2 separate regions of the Ovis aries genome follow, and region 1 is linked to region 2. A link is a contact called in public Hi-C data. All regions are on one chromosome and are shown on one strand. The core of a region is the stretch at or near the end of the contact, and the rest is flanking DNA. Distances in the headings are between cores, read along the strand shown. Region 1 holds the start of ZNF326 (zinc finger protein 326). Region 2 holds the start of LRRC8D (leucine rich repeat containing 8 VRAC subunit D).

Region 1 (6,276 bases), core at 2,895-5,394, 190 kb after region 2:
GCATGAGTAGGGTTAACCAGGGGGCTTCCCAGGTGGCTCAGTGGTAAAGAATCTGCCAGTCAAAGCAGGAGATGCAGGTTTGATCCCTGAGTCAGGAAGATCCCCTGGAGGAGACGGCAGGCAACCCACTCCAGTATTCTTGCCTGGGAAAGCCAATGGACAGAGGAGGTGGCAGGCTATATAGTCCATGGGATCACAAAGAGTCAGAAATGACTGAGTGGCACAGAGAAAACCGTAAGCAAAAGTTCAGAGTCATGAAAAACTATTGGGGTGTTTTGGGAACTGTATGTAGCTTAAAATTGCCAATCAATAGGGAAAGAGTAGGGGAGAGAGGAGAATGGAGAAATGCAGGAAGGTGGCAGGGTAGGCAGAGGCCAGACCCTGCTAGTTGTGCTTTATGTTAGAAGTTTTGACTTCACCTAAAGCATCTGAATGCAGAGTTGCAAAGAATAGCAAGAAGAGATAAGAAAGCCTTCTTCAGCGATCAATGCAAAGAAATAGAGGAAAAGAACAGAATGGGAAAGACTAGAGATCTCTTCAAGAAAATTAGAGATACCAAGGGAACATTTCATTCAAAGATGGGCTCAATAAAGGAAAGAAATGGTATGGATCTAAAAGAAGCAGAAGATATTAAGAAAAAGTGGCAAGAATACACAGAAAAACGGTACAAAAAAGATCTTCACGACCCAGATTATCATGATGGTGTGATCACTCATCTAGAGCCAGACATCCTGGAATGTGAAGTCAAGTGGGCTTTAGAAAGCATCACTATGAACAAAGCTAGTGGAGGTGATGAAATTCCAGTTGAGCTATTTCAAATCCTGAAAGAGGATGCTTTGAAAGTGCTGCACTCAATATGCCAGCAAATTTGGAAAACTCAGCAGTGGCCACAGGACTTGGAAAAGCTCAGTTTTCATTCCAATACCAAAGAAAGGCAATGCCAAAGAATGCTCAAACTACCCCACAATTGCACTCATCTCACATGGTAGTAAAGTAATGCTTAAAATTCTCCAAGCCAGGCTTCAGCAATACATGAACCATGAACTTCCTGATGTTCAAGCTGGTTTTAGAAAAGGCAGAAGAACCAGAGATCAAATTGCCAACACCTGCTGGATCATGGAAAAAGCAAGAGAGTTCCAGAATAAACATCTATTTCTGCTTTCTTGACTTTGCCAAAGCCTTTGACTGTGTGGATCACAATAAACTGTGGAAAATTCTGAAAGAGATGGGAATACCAGACCACCTGACCTGCCTCTTGAGAAACCTATATGCAGGTCAGGAAGCAACACTTAGAACTGGACATGGAACAACAGATTGGTTTCAAATAGGAAAAGGGGTACATCAAGGCTGTATATTGTCATCCTGCTTATTTAACTTCTATGCAGAGTACATCATGAGAAACGCTGGGCTGGAAGAAGCACAAGCTGGAATTAAGATTGCCGGGAGAAATATCAATAACCTCAGATATGCAGATGACACCACCCTTATGGCAGAAAGTGAAGAGGAACTAAAAAGCCTCTTGATGAAAGTGAAAGAGGAGAGTGAAAAAGTTGGCTTAAAGCTCAACACTCAGAAAATGAAGATCATGGCATCTGGTCCCATCACTTCATGGGAAATAGATGGGGAAACAGTGGAAACAGTGTCAGACTTTATTTTTTGGGGGGCTCCAAAATCACTGCAGATGGTGATTGCAGCCATGAAATTAAAAGATGCTTACTCCTTGGAAGAAAAGTTATGACCAACCTAGATAGCATATTCAAAAGCAGAGACATTACTTTGCCGACTAAGGTCCGTCTAGTCAAGGCTATGGTTTTTCCAGTAGTCATGTATGGATGTGAGAGTTGGACTGTGAAGAAGGCTGAGAGCCGAAGAATTGATGCTTTTGAACTGTGGTGTTGGAGAAGACTCTTGAGAGTCCCTTGGACTGCATGGAGATCCAACCAGTCCATTCTGAAGGAGATCAACCCTGGGATTTCTTTGTAAGGAATGATGCTAAAGCTGAAACTCCAATACTTTGGCCACCTCATGAGGAGTTGACTCATTGGAAAAGACTTTGATACTGGAAGGGATCAGGGGCAGGAGGAGAAGGGGACGGCAGAGGATGAGACGGCTGGATGGCATCACTAACTCGATGGACGTGAGTCTGAATGAACTCCGGGAGTTGGTGATGGACAGGGAGGCCTGGCGTGCTGTGATTCATGGGGTCGCAAAGAGTCGGACACGACTGAGCGACTGAACTGAACTGAACTGAATCGGTGATAGAGATGCATGATGCGTTCAGATTTGCCTTTATATCACTGAGGCCCTGAGGAGCCTGAGAAGGTCAAGGTGGAAAGGCAGAGAAATTACTCAGGAAGCCATCGCAACAGTTTAGGAGAAAGATAATGAGAGTCTAACTCAGGTAGTGCAGTGAATTGGAGATCAAGGGCAAACTTATTAAGACATTTTAGGAGGTAATAAGCAGATGAACGACTTCAGTATGGATTGAGGATGAGAGAATGGGAGAGGGCTGAGTCTTGACTGCATTAGTAGTGGGTGGTTGCTCATGATGCCACTCACACAGCATTATTCACAGATGAAAGAATAAAAGAAGATGAACAGGTTTGAGGAAGGAAATTATGAGCTCAGTTTTCAACATGTTCTGCTCTGGTGAGTAGAAAACATGCATAGGAGGGAAAAAAAGAAGAAAACACTGTAAGGGTGGAGAACTGGGTGAATCAGTGAGGGTGGAGAAGGAAAGTGAGGAGGAAGGAACAGTACCCTACCCAGATCTGGGGCTGTGCTCAGCCGTGTCCAGGAACTGTAGCCCGCCAGGCTCCTCTGTCCATGGAACTTTCCAGACAAGAATACTGCAGTGCATTGCCATTTCCTACTCCAGGGGATCTTCCCAACCCAGGGATCAAACCCACATTGCTTGTGATTCCTGCACTGACAGGTGGATTATTTACCTCTGCGCCACTGGGGCTACAGTCTTACACCTTCCTTAGTATACCTGTGAGTTTTTCCTTTAGTTATGTTTCCAGAGACTGTTTCTTGGCACTTGGTTCTGGAAACTCAATGGACTTCAAAGAAGGGCAAACGGCTTTATTCATGATTTCCTATCCTGTGATCAACTCATCATTGACACGATTTGCTCTATGAAAAAATATTATCTAACCTGGAGTTCACGCTGCTCCAGGATTAGAATGACCACACAGTTGTCTTTTCCCACATTGTCTTATTGGCGAGTGACTTTGCCCACTGTCCTCAACACTATTTCCAAAGTGACAATAATACAATGCTGAGTGATAACTTGCTCAGTCGTGTCCGAGTCTTTGTGACCCTATGTACTGTAGCCTGCCAGGCTCCTCTGTCCACGGAATTCTCCAGGCAAGAATACTGGAGTGGGTTGCCATTTCCTTCTCCAAATGCAGTGTTAATATGTACCAAAATATGTTGATATGTGTTTGCCCGTGGTTGTTCTTCAAGATCTGGACGACTCCTTCCAAAAATCTTCCCTCTGTTAACTTTTACAACACTTTCATTTTGCACCTTGAAATTCAGAACTCGACCGTGGTCGGTCTTGGATCACACTCGTAACTGTTCCCTATTTAGCAATCTGTTCTCTGCTCAGTCAGTCAGTTCAGTCGCTAAGTAGTGTCCGACTCTTTGCGACCCCAGGAATTGCAGCACGCCAGGCCTCCCTGGCCTCTGCTCACAGAGGTCTAAAAATATCCTGGCCTTCTGAATCTCCACGGCATTAACTCCATAAGGGTTTTTTTTTTTTTCTTTTTTTTTTTACATTTTCCGATCAGTCATTATCAGCCAATAAAAAGGGAAAGGTCGGCACGTGGTATATTAGTTCGGGAAGAGGGAAGGTATTCCAAGCAGATCCTTTCGCTCTTGCCAGAATCAAACATGGCGGGCTTCAGCCCGACCTTCCGGAAAACCCGGCTTTCTTTCCCTTGAGCCTGGCCAATCTTTGGGGCTCCTTTTTAACCTTCCTTGCCCCTTGGCGGCTCCGAGAGGGTCAGCACCTGGGAGCGCGACCGCGGACCTGCTTCCCGCCCCCATCCGAGGGCCCGCCCACCAGCCCGCGCCAGCCAGTCGCGGGCTGCGCTGCGGCGGCTGGCAGCGCCGGCCGGGCCCGCCCCCCAGCCTCGCTGTGGCCTGCGGCTCCCGGGCCGGTAGCGCCGCTCTTGGTCGCGCTGACTCGTAGTGTGGAACCGCGGGTCGCGGGTGCTCTTCTCCGGCCACAGATTAGCCAAGCGCCGCCGACGCTGTCGGCCCCGAGCCTCCGCCATGGACTTCGAGGACGGTAAGCGCGGCCTCTGGCTGGTCACCGCGGCGGGCGGCAGGCGGGGTGGCCTGCCCCCGGGGTCTGTTTACCGTCTCAAGATGGCCGTGTGGGCTTTGTTCTGCGGGCCTAGAGGCCGTCGGCCCGCCTGCCCGCCTCGGGCCCAGTGCCTGGAGTCGGCCTCGGTGGGGACCCGCGCGCCCGGATCGCCCCGCCCGGCGCCCGCTGCGGCCCGCGACCCTGAATTCCGCTCCGGCCTCGGCGCGGGGAAGGAGGCTCCCAGAGCGCCGCGGCCTCCGGAGTCCCCAGATCGGCCCCCGCCCCGCTGCGAGCAAATTGCCAGGAAGCCTCCAACTTCCCGTTCTGGGCAAGAGGGCGAGCGGGCCTCCCCCGCCGCGGCTCGCGCTCGCCCGGTGGGCAGCGACCCAGATCGTCCTTTTAGTAAATCCCCAACTCCAGGTTACTTCTTGCCAGATAGGGTTTTCTGAGGCTTGTTCATGATCGTGTTCCTTGGTTGTCTTAGTTTTTAAGATGAGTTTAAAGGGCGTCTGTAAGTGATTAAGTATAGTAGATCTCCATCCAGAATGGAACGTTAAGGTATTTCTGGTTAGCAAAGTGGATGTTTATCCGCCAACAAAGAGTGTCCGGGCGTTAATCCCTAAATTTAAAATGCTTCTGTGAACCAAAGCGTTTTCTCTGGACATTGTGTTAAGTTAGTCAAAATTTTGGCACAGCATCACGTGCCCTTCAAATTCAGACCTACACACAGCCGCCTGGGATGGACTGCTGTTTAATTAAATGAGCAGTACCTTTCGGTCGTCTCTTAAACACCAGTTCTTTAAACCGTTTCATACGCTCACGAAATAAAATTAATTTGGTCTTCATATTGTCTTCAAATCTTGCTCAACTTTTATAGTGATTGGTGTCAGGGTAAGATGAGTACGTAATGACAGCATTAGGGAGACATGAAAAGGGATGTGAATATACTGAATTTACTCCTGAGTTACCGGGCGTTTCTGAATAAAATGGCTTCACTAATTAGTCGTGAGCCTCTAACCCAACCAACTTTGAATATGCTGAGCCTGATTAAATGATCTTTTGATCTTTGATTTGATTTCATGCCACAAAGAATTAAAGCTGCCAAGTCTAAGTGTATGAAAGTGAAGTCACTCAGTCGTGTCCGACTCTTTGCGACGCCATGGACTGTAGCCTACCAGGATCCTCAGTCCATGGGATTTTCCAGGCTCTACCTGAGTGGGTAGCCATTTCCTTCTCCAGGAGATCTTCGCGACCCAGGGATCGAACCTGGGTCTCCCTCATTGTAGGCAGAGGCTTTACCGTCTGAGCTACCAGGGAAGCTAAGTATATGAAAAGGGACTGGAATAACCTTTTGTGGATACTTTTAAGTTACTTTGAAATAGGAAGTTCAGATATTAACAGTAGCACACTCTAGTGTTTGTTTTAGTTGAACTTTGACTCATTTTGATATCGTTACCTTTAAACTGAATATTTGAAATGCCAGAGTTGGGAATGAATTTAAAAAATATGTTGCTGTGTGTTCACACCAAACTTTGGTGACAGTACCAACACCCAAGGTGCAGCAGAAACTACCAGTGTGGGAGGAGGGAGTGATGGGAATGGTCCCCTCCCCCCATGAAGGAACCCATTGTCTTAGGATGTTTACTTTTTATTATCACCATCTGCCCACAGTTCTAAACAGTGTGAAGCATAAAATTCTAAACAATGTCACTGATAAAATGTTCCCTCCCTCCTGCTTCCTCCCTTCCCCTACTGCTTTATTTGGGGGATGGAATTTGCCTGACAATATGTTGAACTCTAATCCTGTATAGTGTAGTTGGAGTCTATTGTATCCAAAGGACTGCTCTATTAAATTCCTATTTGTTAGTAGAATTAACTAAAGGATTTAACAATTGCCAAATTAGTTTTGACAAAGAAATTATGATCTTTGATAATGATGCCACGTCCTGACTAGAAATAGC
Region 2 (6,402 bases), core at 2,668-5,167:
GAGAAAGAGAGAGAGACTCACATAATTTGAAATTCCGCAGCTCTCCAGCGTTACTGCCACTTTCCAAGCAAATACATTCCCCATTTATTTGTGTATGGTTATACAGGTACAAGCAGATTTAGCTCCATCCCTTCGGGGCTATTCTTCACTCTATGAGGAATTCATCATGATAAGATTCAGAAGCTGTTCTGGTGTATTTGGGATCAATTTATAAAGGTTGATTTCGGCACGACGTTTCAAAACCATGTTTACAGATTACTGAAATTCACATTGCTTACCACATGCTGGGCACACCACTAGGTGACACACATGAGCAAAACACACTCCTCCAAGGAGTTCTCATTCTTCTTTAGGAGGAAACTCAATTATTCATTCACTCATTCAATCAGTATTGTTGAGTGCCTTAGGGCATTCCAAATGCTCCTGCTGCTGCTGCTAAGTCGATTCAGTCGTGTCCGACTCTGTGCGACCCCATAGACGGCAGCCCGCCAGGCTTCCCCATCCCTGGGATTCTCCGGGCAAGAACACTGGAGTGGGTTGCCATTTCCTTTTCCAAATGCTACTAAACACAAATCAACTTGGAATTACAACACTTGGTAGAATAAGGTGCACATATAAATACCTTTATCTTACATGGTCTTCAGTATTGTGTTTGTATCTCTAGAGCCAGACCGGTGGGCTTAAAAATCTAGTAAAGCCACTTGAAGGCTGTGTGATCTTGCACTGCTTATAAACTCCTCCAGGCCTCTCTAAGAAATGAGGATGCGTGCTTAGTCACTTCAGTTGTGCTGGACTCTGTGCGACCCTATGGACTGTTCACGGGATTCTCCAGGCAAGAATACTAAAGTGGGTTGCTGTGCACTCCTCCAGGGGATCTTCCCAACCCAGGGATCGAACCCACATCTCTTATGTCTACCTGCATTGACAGGCAGGTTCTTTACCACTAATGCCACCTGGGAAGTCCCCCTTCCAAAAAAAAAAAAAAAAAAAGAGGATAGTATTTCTCTCATAAGGTTTCTGCAAGGACTAAAAGTGGACATATGTACAGTACTCAGAGCAGAGCCTGGCCCATCACAAGCACTGTGTTGGCTGTAGTCATGATCTGTGTGATACAGATTTAACAAGTTATTGAAAGAGTTGCCAATTTGTGACCATAACTCAACAAAGGACAGTAAGTGTTAAGTCTCTGTTTACTAGAACTTCCTTGAGGCCTTATTGTGTTTCTCCCACTTGATCCCTGTTGACAGGCCTTGACCAGCCTCAGATGCCTCTTCTATCATATTTCTTCATTTGCAATCCAAAGTCAAGTTAGTTACCCTCCTTTGCTGCCTCCTACTTGTTTGTTTTTCTTAGGGATTAGGGGAAGCTGACATTTTTGCTTCCTAGATCCTCAGAGTGGTCCTCATTATTTGTCATTGGTACAGGACTTAGCAATTTTAAATTTTTTTATTATTTTCTTAACAGAGTAATAGGTACTCAACATAAAAACAATTCAAGCATACAGAAACTTGTAACAGAAAGCAATGACCCTGATAATCTCACATCCAGAGATAACCACTGTTAACTGCTTGTTATATATGCTACCAGATTTGCCCTAAGCATACATTTAATAACATGTCTATTTTTGACAAAATATGCTTATAAATGGTATCATACTTTTCATATTGTTCTGCAACTTGCTTTTTTCATGTATAGATTTTGGACATTCTTTCATTTTAGTACAAATAGGTCTCTAATTTTTATAAAACAGGTTACATTTTCTTAACCAGTCCCCTACTGGGATTTTGTTATTAAACTTACACACCCTTCTCTGTTTCCTGTCATAAACAATACTGCAATAAATATACCTGTACATACAGCTTTCTACATGCTTGTAAATGCTTCTGCGATATATGATTTTTGCACACATATGGCCAAAGTAGAAATTCCCAGAGGTGAAACAAAATCCCTCACATATTAATTTCATCCAAAATTGCTAAATTGTCCTCCAAATGGATTTACTAAATTAACACTCACATTTATGAGAATATGTGCCGGTTTCTCTACATTTGTTTTTTGAGCACTACTTTTTTCCTTTCTCAATTTATACCATTCTTGAAATCACAGTTCTCTCAAGTCTAAAATCATACTTTAAAACTCAGGGAAGATCAAAACGTGGAACAGTGTTTTTACAAACAGCAAAACATTCCAAATTAATCATAGTAGTGAGGTGTTTTCCATCAAAATATCACACCACTAGATGTTAACAGTTTTAAAACAGCACCAACCTCCCAGATCAGCGAATCTGGTACTGTAATTAGACCACGGGACACACAGCTCCTGCCTACACACCTCCTTCTTGGCTCAGTGTGTGGACAGGAGAGGCTACTGGCACCAAGGCCAGGACACGGAGAGTGAGAGAGCAAGAGGTGAGAAGGGCTCAAAGGCTAGTGTCATCCTGCAAGCAGTCTAGGACTGTCCCTTGAGTGTGTGCTGGAGCTCTGCTTATACTCAACCTCAGGGCTGCTCTTCTTTACTTCCAGGGTCAGGGGAACAGGTGTTCACTCTCTGAGGGTCAGTTCTACTCCCTTGTCTCTGAAGTCTTCCCTGAAACCCTAAAAACGAATCTCTACTTTCTCACTGTATCTGAACTCCCACCTTCCTGAGTACCTGTAACATTTTTGCAACATGCTCATGAAGAACGTTTAGATGCTTAGGAAATGTTGATTGAACATTCACTGACATGGAGACATCTTGGTAGAAGAGATGAGATTTCCCATTTTTCATGGGGCTCAGCGGGTAAAGAATCTGCCTGCAGTGTGGGAGACACAGGTGTGATCCCTGGGTCAGGAAGATCCCCTGGAGAAGGAAATAGCAATCCACTCTAGTATTCTTGCCTGTAGAAGTCCATAGACAAGAGGAGCCTGGTGGGCTACAGTCCACTGTGGTGCACAGAGTCAAACACGACTGAGCACATAGACTCATTATTCATGGAAACAGGTAGCTTCAGATAAAAGGAGATACTGTAATACTGGGCTGGAACCATCTGCCATGTTAAAAACCAACACTTCCAAACATCCCTCGTGACCTTATTTCTTGATTCCTGCTTCTCCCCACCCATGAAAAAGACTTCAAATATACTTTGATCTTGCAACAAAAACAAGAGGGAAAACTATCAGGTTGGGAAACACGGTTTAGTGGAGGACAAACTTTCATCTGCCTGCTTCAGACGCAAGACATCTTTGGCAAAAAAGAATGGGGTCGGGGGAATCGGGGAGAGCAGACTCAGATAAAAACAATAAGTGACTCTCTCTTGCATCTTTAATAGCAGAGACAGAACAAATTAGGCAGGGAAGCTATTCGCGCCAAGATAAAGTTGTGTGTGCCCTATATCCCAGGTAAGTACAGTTGGAAGCCGCTGAAATGACTTTTCGGCAAATTTCCCCCTACCATTTCATGGCATACCCCAGCCCCACACCCGTCTTACTATCAGAGTTCCAGTTGACAGGATAGCCCCAGGAAGGGTGAAGGTTCCTGAGATAGACTCTCGCCAGCCTGGCGACACTGGCCGCCGGGCACCGTGCCCGGCCCAGGTGGGCATTTCACTGATGAGCAGCTGTAGGGACGGCGAGCTCCGGCAGCCGCCCCGACCCCGCCGGGTGCACCTGCGCGCGGTGCCGCCGCCTCCCGCCGCCAGTGCCCGACCCCGGGCCACCGAACTCGCCACCCCGCCCCTCCAGTCAGCCCGCACGGCGGCGGAAGCGCCCCGACCCCCGGCAGGCACCGGAGAGCCGCGGGGGAAGAGAGCTCGCCATCACATGGAGGCCCGGGCCCGCCCCCATTGGCTGCGGCCGAGCCAGTGGCGGCGCTCGCCGGCTGCGGTTGGTCCCGAAGCTGCAGCGCCTGCACGGGCCCGGAGTCCATGTTACGCTTTGTCTAATTCCCCCCGTTACAGAGTCATGTGCTGCTGCTCCCGTCGCCGCCGCTGCCGCCGCCCGTGGTGCCCCGGCTCCTCCGCCGCGCTTCGAGGTGGCAGCCGCGGGCGGGGCCGCGGGAGCAGGGTGCAGGGCGCCGCGCGCCTCCGCCGCCCCGGCGCGTCCGGGAGCAGCAGTAGCCGCACGCCGCAGGTGATGCCGCCACCTCCCGCCTCCGCCTAAGCCGGGGCTAGGCGGCCAAAGCTGCCCGGGCTGCCCCCCAAGGTTGGTGCGCGCCTCTCCCGGGCAGGGGCCGGGGATTGTGCCAGTGGAGCCGCGCCGCAGCCGACACGCGCCACCCCGGCGCCGGCGACCTGCCCCGCGGCGCCGCGGCCCGAGCGGAGGCTGTGGCTGGGACCTCGCGGGCTGGGGGACGCGGGCGGCAAGCGGGCCTGGCCGAGCGCTAGCCTCGGTCCCCGAAGATCGTTCCGCTTTCGGCAATTTGAGCGGCGGGCGCCGGGGCCGCGGGGTGGGCCCCGTGAGAGGACCGTGCCGGCCTGCGACCGCCTCTCTCCGGCTCCCCGCCACGCGCGCTCCCTCCTCTCGCCTCCCTCCGCCCCATCGGAAGGGCGGGGAGACCCGGTTACGGCTCCGCTGATTCTTCCCGGAGGTGGGTGTTTGGTGTCTGGCCTCGCTGGCCCGCTGCCCAGAAGGTGAGCCCTTCAACTTCTCCAGAAACGCCTCCCCTCCCGCCTCCTTCCCGCGCGGGGTGGGCTGGGCTGGGAAGTGAGGGCGCGCCCCGCCCCCAGCGCGAGGGGGAGGGAGCCGGGGGCCCGCAGGTGCACCCAGCCCGCCGCGGGCCATCTCCGGGTTGGGTACCGGTATAATCCGCTTCTAGCTTGTTTGGAAGCGTGGGCACTTGGGAGCCGGACTTCTGCGCGAATCCCTTCCAGGGGCTTGGAAAGGAGGAGGATTGGGGGTGGCTGCTCAGAGAATCACACCTCCGCTGACTGGAGGGTTCATAGGGGCCTTCCTGTTTCTCTCCCCCTTTATTTGGGGGTATCCCTCACGGATAAAGAGATGAGTTTTTTTAGTTTCTTAAAAAGCCAGCTGCAGTAAAGAAGAGCTGCCCCAGGTCGAGGGGAGGAGAGGTAGGTCCCTGCTGGAGAGGTGGGGTGTGCGGCCCCACTTGGATACGCAGTTGGGGTGTCTGTGTCAGAAGGTGGGGAGGTGGGGTTTCAGGAAAGAAAAAGTGCAAAGGTGAGAGGGGTGGAGTACTCAGGAGGTGGGCAGAAGGAGGGCGAATAGATACTGGGGAGTCCTAGCCGACCATGGGGCCCAACTTGAGCCCCTTGGACTTCTGTTTCGCAGATTTCCTCCTTTCCTTCTCCTTGACTTACGAAAAAAAAAATTTCTTGTTGGGCAAAGAAAGCTTTGAGGACATATTTTGAAAGAGATTCAGGAGTAAAGAGGGAGCTGACTTCTGGAAACTTTCTTTAGCAGCTTTGCTAATAAAATTCCAGTCCGGCTGCGTTTGTTGAGCACCTATTACGTGTTCTGCGCTGGAGGTCGGAAGAGTCTGGGCAGCCAGGGAATTCCCGGCTGCAGTTCTGGGGAGGGCTGTTTACCGCATAAACAACCAAAGGGCGCTTCCAAGTGCCAAGAATGACTGTGATTCAGACCTTCCCCTCCTGGGCTCTGGGGCCTCTTCATGGTACAGACCTGTGGGAAGAACTCTCACCATACCCAATAAATGGGGTCTTCAGGCAGCATTTATTTTTACATCTCGTTAAGACTGACCAGACACCTCCCATCAGCTAGTGCAGGGTGAGAATCCTCTTTTCCTGTCTTCTACACCCACTGACTAAAACCCTGTTAAAATACAAGAACAAGATAGGAAGGATCCAGAGATAAAATCAGGTAGAATAAGGTGCCGACAAAGTCTTTGGTCTCTGTCTGTAGGTTAGTAACGGAGCTGCTCATGAAATGATTAGGTAACCCATGGAGCTGGGAAAAAAGCAATCCAAAGTCTTGAATTGGCATGGTTTATTTATATATTTGAACATTTTATCTTAGATTTGTCTCATTTCTATTGAGGGCATCTGAGTGTGTACTTTGTTGATTAAAACCTGACACATTAGAAAGTTGGAGAGGAAGCTGTCCTTACATGACCCAGTCCCCCATTCTCTTAATGATCCTGTGGAGTGGTGTATGATGCAACCGTTAGAGTATTGAGCCATATTCCTATCTTTCTCTTTCGGCCAAGGTTTACAGAATTTTAAAAACTTGGTCAAAACTTGACCTTCCCCCCTAGTTTTTACCTTGTTCAGAACTTTTTTTGATTTTTAAAAAGTTTGCTGTGTCTTTTATGTCCCAATAGTAAAATTATTTTGATAGCTGTATTTTGGAAGTCAGACTTGATTCAGTCTCAGTACTGTAGGTATTAAATTGGCACTAACTGTGAAAGCATGAAAGTTTTGTCAAACCGGTGTGCTCCTGATCACATGTG

What was found. Hi-C and Micro-C count contacts between places; a contact is called where the count stands out from the background.
Region 1: a contact with region 2 is called in a Hi-C map of hypothalamus, with 4 times the contacts expected there. The contact joins the promoter of ZNF326 here to the promoter of LRRC8D in region 2. A contact is called at or near these places in 2 of 16 Hi-C or Micro-C datasets (hypothalamus and liver).

What each region holds. Positions count from the first base shown.
Region 1 is chr1:67,372,590-67,378,865 of ARS-UI_Ramb_v3.0, forward strand. It overlaps ZNF326 (zinc finger protein 326), which reads left to right and starts at 4,145. Exons shown (of 11, transcript XM_015092094.3): 1 at 4,145-4,297. The coding sequence starts at 4,282.
Region 2 is chr1:67,179,398-67,185,799 of ARS-UI_Ramb_v3.0, forward strand. LRRC8D (leucine rich repeat containing 8 VRAC subunit D) reads left to right here and starts at 3,918. Exons shown (of 4, transcript XM_060400765.1): 1 at 3,918-4,178.